2 separate regions of the Mus musculus genome follow, and region 2 is linked to region 1. A link is a contact called in public HiChIP or PLAC-seq data. All regions are on one chromosome and are shown on one strand. The core of a region is the stretch at or near the end of the contact, and the rest is flanking DNA. Distances in the headings are between cores, read along the strand shown.

What was found. HiChIP or PLAC-seq counts read pairs in DNA pulled down with a chosen protein or histone mark.
Region 2: a contact with region 1 is called in a FOXA1 HiChIP or PLAC-seq map of pancreatic cancer cells. The contact joins two enhancer-like sites. A contact is called at or near these places in 1 of 115 datasets of contacts at active chromatin or transcription factors (pancreatic cancer cells) and 2 of 9 other capture datasets (adipose tissue and macrophages).

Annotation. Positions count from the first base shown.
Region 1 is chr2:125,730,280-125,733,593 of GRCm38.p6, reverse strand. No RefSeq gene overlaps it. Among named protein-coding and RNA genes, the nearest start is that of Shc4, 7.8 kb to the right of the region's middle. Within about 2 kb of position 1,658, at least 176 of the 459 cell types and tissues checked have an H3K27ac peak or open chromatin away from gene starts, as enhancers often do. A contact at or near this core is called in pancreatic cancer cells, where this site is marked.
Region 2 is chr2:125,932,431-125,935,744 of GRCm38.p6, reverse strand. All of the region lies in intron 7 of Galk2 (galactokinase 2), which reads right to left. Among named protein-coding and RNA genes, the nearest start is that of Galk2, 68 kb to the right of the region's middle. Within about 2 kb of position 1,639, at least 46 of the 459 cell types and tissues checked have an H3K27ac peak or open chromatin away from gene starts, as enhancers often do. A contact at or near this core is called in pancreatic cancer cells, where this site is marked.

The sequences.
Region 1 (3,314 bases), core at 409-2,908:
TACAATAGCCCATGTCCTTCAGTGTCGGGGAAGCCAGTGTTCAGGTGTAAAAACATCTGAAGTCTTGGCTCTGCCATTTTTAGACAGTGGACCTTGATTAAATAACAGGACTGTTTATTTTTCTCCAGTAATTTGTGTATTTCCCTTACATCCCAATCACAGCCCCTCCCTATTCTCCACCCAGTCTCACCCTTACAAGTCCCTTTCCCCATTTGCTCCCTCCCCTTCTCAGAGAACCTTCCATGTGTACCTCCCCACTCTGGGGCATCTAGTTCCAGCAGGACTAGGTGTATCTTCTTCCACTGAGGCCCAACCAGGCAGTCCAGGCATGGGGGAGGGGATCCAATGGCAGGCAACAGAGATGGAGACCACCCCCCACCCCACCCCCCATTTCTTACATGAAGAGGAAGCTGCACATTTGCTACAAATGGATAAGGGATCTAGGTCCAGCTCCTGCATGCTCCTTGGTTGGTTGTCCACTCTCTGTGAGCCTTCATGGTCCCTGGTTAGTTGACTCCGTAGGTCTTCTGTGGTGATCTGGACTCCTCCAGCTTGTTCAGTTCTACCCACCACTTTTCCACAGGACTTTCCAAGCTCTGCCTGATGTTTGGCTGTGGGTCTCTGTCTCAATCCGCAGCTGGATGACACCTCTCTCAGGAGAGAGACAGTTATGCTAGGATAGGCTCCTTCAAGTCGGGCAGTCATTGTTGGCTGTTGATGAATGAGTGGATGTGGAGATGCCCCATCGTAGGGTTAGAAAATGGATGTGCATTTTAGTGTGTGGGTGTGTGTTGGGGGGAGGAGGGGTTCATATTACTTATCCCAACTTCTCATTCTGCTGCAAGCTACTGGGGTGACTTGGTGCATTCAGGCAGAAGTGTTTGCCCTAGTCCAGGAGACTATGCAAAGACCAAATGTAAGGATGGTGCCTTTACCTTTGTCCCATTGGCCTCTCCCTACTGGCCAAAGGGGTGCAGCCATTAGGTCAGCCTAAAATTGCGGCTTTGGTAGAAAGAGACAGTAGACACAAGTGAATGGCTGGCTAGTTTAGAGTCTGCTGGGGATAACCGAGCCCATCTCCGGATTTCCGCCACTTCCCAACGAGGGTGAATTCTTATTGCTGCGTGTGTATCTCGTGTGCTTGGGCCCCTTCCGGACCACGGGTTCCCATCCTTTGATCTGGCTTTCACTCACTGGGAGCCCTGGCCAAAGGACGTGCCTTCTACACAACTGACCACTGTCGCAGCGACCAGGCAAGCACATTTCTATTTTCATCTCAATTCCCAGCATCTTGGGAAAGAACTTGGCTACTTCTCTGGACCAGACCCCTGCGGAGGGAGGAGAGCCTGCAGGCTCCTTCTGTAACCTTTCTTTGACTTAGACTCAGAAGACAAAGGTGATCTTGAGTGCTGCGGAGACACAGCTTCCCTTTATGCTACTACCAGGCCCCGGAGCCGACTGCTCACCAGTACTGAGGCCCCTTTGTCCTGGTGGGGGACTGTGGCCTCCCTCCCCGATCCCCTCCTCGCCAGTCGCTGTGCCTGGAGAAGCCTTTGGACTTGCCCGGCGCACACTGGCTCTTTCTTCTCGGCTCCTGCAGCTTCGGTGCAGCGCGCCTGGTCGCCTGGCCCGCCGGCTCAATCCGTGCAAAAGCTCAGGACGGCTCCTCCCCTGCCAGCCCCAGCTTCTGCCCGAGCTAAGGCCAAGGCCAATGGCAGCCCAGAACTGTAGTTCCCGCTGCCGTCCCCAGGGGTCGCAGCGATGCACCAGGAGGAGGCTTTCGCACCTAAGTAAGCAACCAGCTTCTAGGAAGTTATCCCAAGAAACAGGGATTAAGAGAGAGGGATATCATCTAAATCTTCTTGTAAAAACATCCAGACTGGCAGAAACGACGGAAGCCAGGGAGACGCTCATAAAGGTTATCTTGAACCCTTGGCTGGCATTTTAGATATTACAGTCAATCTCCGTGTAAACCTCTGTGGTAAATTATGGTGCATTTGCGCAGTGGCAGCAGATAGCCATTAAAATAACTCATCTGCAAGTGCATGAGAATTATGGGGATTTCGCCAAACGAAATGGGTAGAAAATTGTTTCTCTGTATAGCCCTGGCTGTCCTGGAACTCACTCTGTAGACCAGGCTGGACTCAAACTCAGAAATCCGCCTGCCTCTGCCTACCAAGTGCTGGGATTAAAGGCATGCGCCACCACGCGCGACTTGTTGTTATTATTAGGGAAAGAAAAAACTATGGTTACGTGTGAGGGAGAATGTGGAGATAGATGTGCTTTGCGTGAGACTAAAATGTCATCAAGGACTGTGTCTAAATTGGCATGTGGGTGAATTTAATTTTCATCTGTTTTGTTTTCGTGCCCGTCAATAAGGTACTTGTATGTAAATGAAAGGGGGGCTTACGGTGTGAAGTCAGAGAGCTGAAAGGGCTCATGGGATTCTAACAGCGGCTGGTGGAGGTCAGCCTCAGAACAGTGCTTACACGTGGCTGAGTCACCATGCCTGAGCATTTGCACTTCCACCAGGTCTGCCTTTTTCTCTGGGCCCTGCACTGCCTCTGCAAGCTGCAGGCCCCGTCCCTGTCACCTATTCTGAGGCTCCTCCAGCCACACCTCATCCCAGGCCTCTGTCTAGTGGAGGGAGTGGAAAACACAGAAAAGGCCTTGTAGAATGGATCCCTCCCCCTGAAGTTCTCTGGCCTAGGCCGGCAGCACTAAGGGGCCTCTCTAACTCTCTCTCTCACCTAGAAGCCCACTTTAGGGGAGGTAATGTGGCAGGCCTTAGCTGGAGGAACTCACAGTTCCCCTCTCAGCCTCCTGAGTGCGAGGTTACAGGCATTTGCCCATCGTGGGGTTCTTCTTTTCACCTTGATCTGATTTGTTGGAGAATGAGAAGAGAACCAAATTTCCAACCCAGGCTGGGCCTCCTCCTCCTCCTCTTTCCTCTTCTTTCTTCTTCTAATATCAGGTGGAACTGTTCCTTTCTTTCTGATACAACACAAAACTTCATCCTGTTGGCATTCAAACTCAAATCAAAAAACCTGTCACAAATTTAACCGCTTAGCTAACACAATTCACCAGTTTTTCCTAGGTTAGTCTGTTCTCTGTCCATTGTAGATTCTCATATTGCATGGGCGGCATCTAGTCACCTTATCCCAAGGTCTTCAAAATTCCCTGCTTATTATTCCGCTGAATCAAAGTCTAGCATCTCATCTAAGTCATCTGCTCAGTTTCCCCAAATCTCATTAAGCCATCTAAACTAGGAATGACTGAGAAGGAGCTACCCTGGGACAAAGTAGTCTCTATTT
Region 2 (3,314 bases), core at 390-2,889, 200 kb before region 1:
ACATGTGCATTGGGGCAAAGGTGGCACCAACATCCCCGGGTGGCCAATCACTTCTGACTGGACTTAAGGCTTGCTCCAGCCTGTACTTGGAGTGATTACTGGGTCCAAGAACCTAATGCTAGACAGGCTTTAGGCCCTGGGGGAGAACTTACTCTATTATTCTGCTGAATAGACATAGTACTAAACCAATTTCTAATTATTTAGTATTATTGTATCCATAAATTACTACATCTCTCAATTCATACCAGAAAAACTTCCTTCTCCAATAGAGGCAAAGACCCACAATTTGTCAAGTTGACAACAGTAAAAGGCTGTAGAATTCTCAGCATTAATGGGACATCTTATCATAATCCTTCTTCCCAATGCTCACTGAGAAAGAAGAGGTGGAGAGAATCTAAGAGCCAGAGGCAGTACAGGACTAAAATGAAACCGTGGTTTCCAAACACAACATAGTAGTTGTGAGATCAACTCACAGCAGTGTGACAGCAAGCCACACAACACCTGTGTAAGCTCAAGTCAGATAAAATCTCAGCATGGAAAGGGGAGGTGGGCGTGATGTTCCTCCCCTACCTAAGAAGTGATTGGCAATTGACAACTGCTGGGAAATGTAGTAAATTTTCTTGAAGTCAAATTTAAGAGTGTGGCCCCTGGTCATTCAACCATGCTCCAGTGTATGGCCAAACCCTCCAAGAAAAATAGGACTCAGTGGGTTTAGTTGGGGTTTGTAGTTTAGAGTATTGGTGTCGTCGTTACTTTTGGTTCAGTTTGGTTTGGTTTTTGAGGCAGAATCTTACAATGTCACAACTGCTAGCCTGAAACTCATTATGTAGACCAGGCTGACCTCTGCTTCCCCAATAATGGGGGGATTAAAGGCATATACTGCCACCCAACATGAACTTCAGGGTTTAAAAAAAGACAAATTTGGCTGGTTAAGGGGTGGAGTGTGATTACTATCAAAAGACACGCCATTAAATTCTCCAAGAACTAACTGAGAAAAAGGAACTGTGCCTGCTTTTAAGCAAATTAAGTCTTATTTATGAGAAAATTTGGTTTTTAAAATGTGTTTTAGCTATATCATCTTGGAAAGCAATATGTACCAAGTAGCCAAATTCAGTTGCCAATTTCAATGGCACATATGGAGTTATACAATTAAATTCCAATGTATTTCAACTAGATGTGATGGCACATGATCATTATTAGCACCTAGGAGATACAGGCTGGAGGGTGGCAATTTTGAGGCATTCTAGACCAGTTCCAGGCCAGCCTAGGGTACACACAAGGTCCTCAGGAGACATCCGCAATAATAAGAGGCTCTGAATTTGATTAAAAACCTCAGCTACAAAAGACATGCCCTCTCTTCTAGTCAGCTCTCTGAAGACATTCCCCAAAGGGCCTGGCAGTCTCACTACTGTTTCAGAGATACAGGCTAGCTCCGGATTCTTCCTGTGTCTTTAGAAGGGAGCAGTCACAACACGAAGCTGTCACATGCATCACACTTGTTCCAGGTCACTGTGGCTCTGGCAGAGAGGCTAGAATTCCGTGTTAAGAGCCAGAAAATAAAGTTGTATATGTCTGGAGTCTCCTCAGGACACCAGCACTTACTCATCAACCTCAAGGTAGAAACAGCAGTGAGTAATCCCTCAGGGAGAACCCTGGGGCTGCCACCTCCCAAAGAGGAAGTGTGTCCCAGCAGGAAATGGTCATTGAACAAGCACTGCTTCTGCTCCATCTGTGTACTGCCAAGGTGCTATGAAGCTTAATATTACATCTCCCTTCACAATTTTAATAATTATCTCAATGAGTAGACTAAAATTTAGAAATTTAAATCTTTATTTAAAAAAAAAAAAGAAGTTCAATCCCCAAATTTTCCAGGAAGAAAAAAACAAAACAACAAAAACTTACTTTTCCTAAATTGCTGTAGCTGTACTCTTTGAACTTGACAGCCTTATAAAGCAGGAGTCAAATAGAAGACTCTATGAGAGCTACGGATGCTTTCATAGTAAGTCAATAGGAGTCAGTTTATTACCCCACCCAGTTAGTAAAATAATAGCAGAAATAGATGATGATCACTGCAGAGTCCCACAACTGATAGAGGTGCAGAGAATAGCAGACTTTGGAACACTCATCCCTAAATACTACATCGGTATCACACCCTCCTGCCAAGGCTGGGGGATTACTGCAGAAGAGAAAGCATAGCCAGGGGCAGAGGACGACTACAAGTCAACAGTGCTTTCCGGAAATGGGCATTTGTTTAACATGTCTCTCCACTTCCACATTCTGTTTTACCTGAGATATGAACTGCATCCATCTTGTTAATTTTTGTGTCCCTAACTGGCTGACATGAGCCTAGGATGAACATCTATTAAATGAAGGAATGACTACTCTGTCCCAATTCTTTCTCTCTACAAGTATGGGGATCCCTCTACATACCTAAGAAGTATAAGTGCTACAAACTGTAGCGAGATCTCTGCTTACCTTATAAATAAGGAAGTAAGGCTTCTTTGAGGGTCATTTAGAAATATTTCAAAGAAGGCTAAATAAAAACAAAACAAAACTGTACTGAACATGTGGGAAGGCCCTTGAGGGTGGTAGCCATGCCCTTGTGACTGCAGGGGATACTAGGAGATGCTGAGGTAAGATATACCAGCCTTAGGCCTTACAGGGATAGTCAAGTATGGGGGAGGACACTTAATAAGAGATCAACAAATAGGGCTGGTTCCCATTAGAGAACTTTCACTAGCATGGTCCAGGAATCCTAAACTGCCAGTCTGGAATGCTGTAATCTAATACCATAGAACTTCAGCCTGGAGGCCTGTGGCCTGAGCCTTGGACCAGGACTGAACTATGCAGCCAGCACTTCCCTTATTTGCATGGCAGAGATTGCACAACTAAAAATTACATGGGTGCAGGTAAAGTACCCAGCCAGCCTGGACTGCCCTTCTCAGGACAGAGATTACAGGCCAGGAAAGGGCACACAAAGAAACTCACCCTAAGTCAACTAGTCTCCTAAATGGAGGAAGCCCAACCGATCCATCACCCCAGCTAACAGCCCCCCATGCTGTCGGTGGGACTGAAGTCCCTGCCTGGACCACTTCCTTCTTGAACTGTATACCATAAGTTACTTTTTCTGTGATGGTTCAAAGAGTGAATTCCTCCACTGCCTGACAGTTCCTTCCCAACTACTGGCTGCTCAACTCAGTTCAGTACAAGGCTTCTTTTACTTTATTCCAAAGCAATGGGGAACTTTGGGGCAGTGGTAAACAAAGGGGGAAGGGGGGAGAGGTACTTCATCAGGTAAAATGTCTAAGCCATCA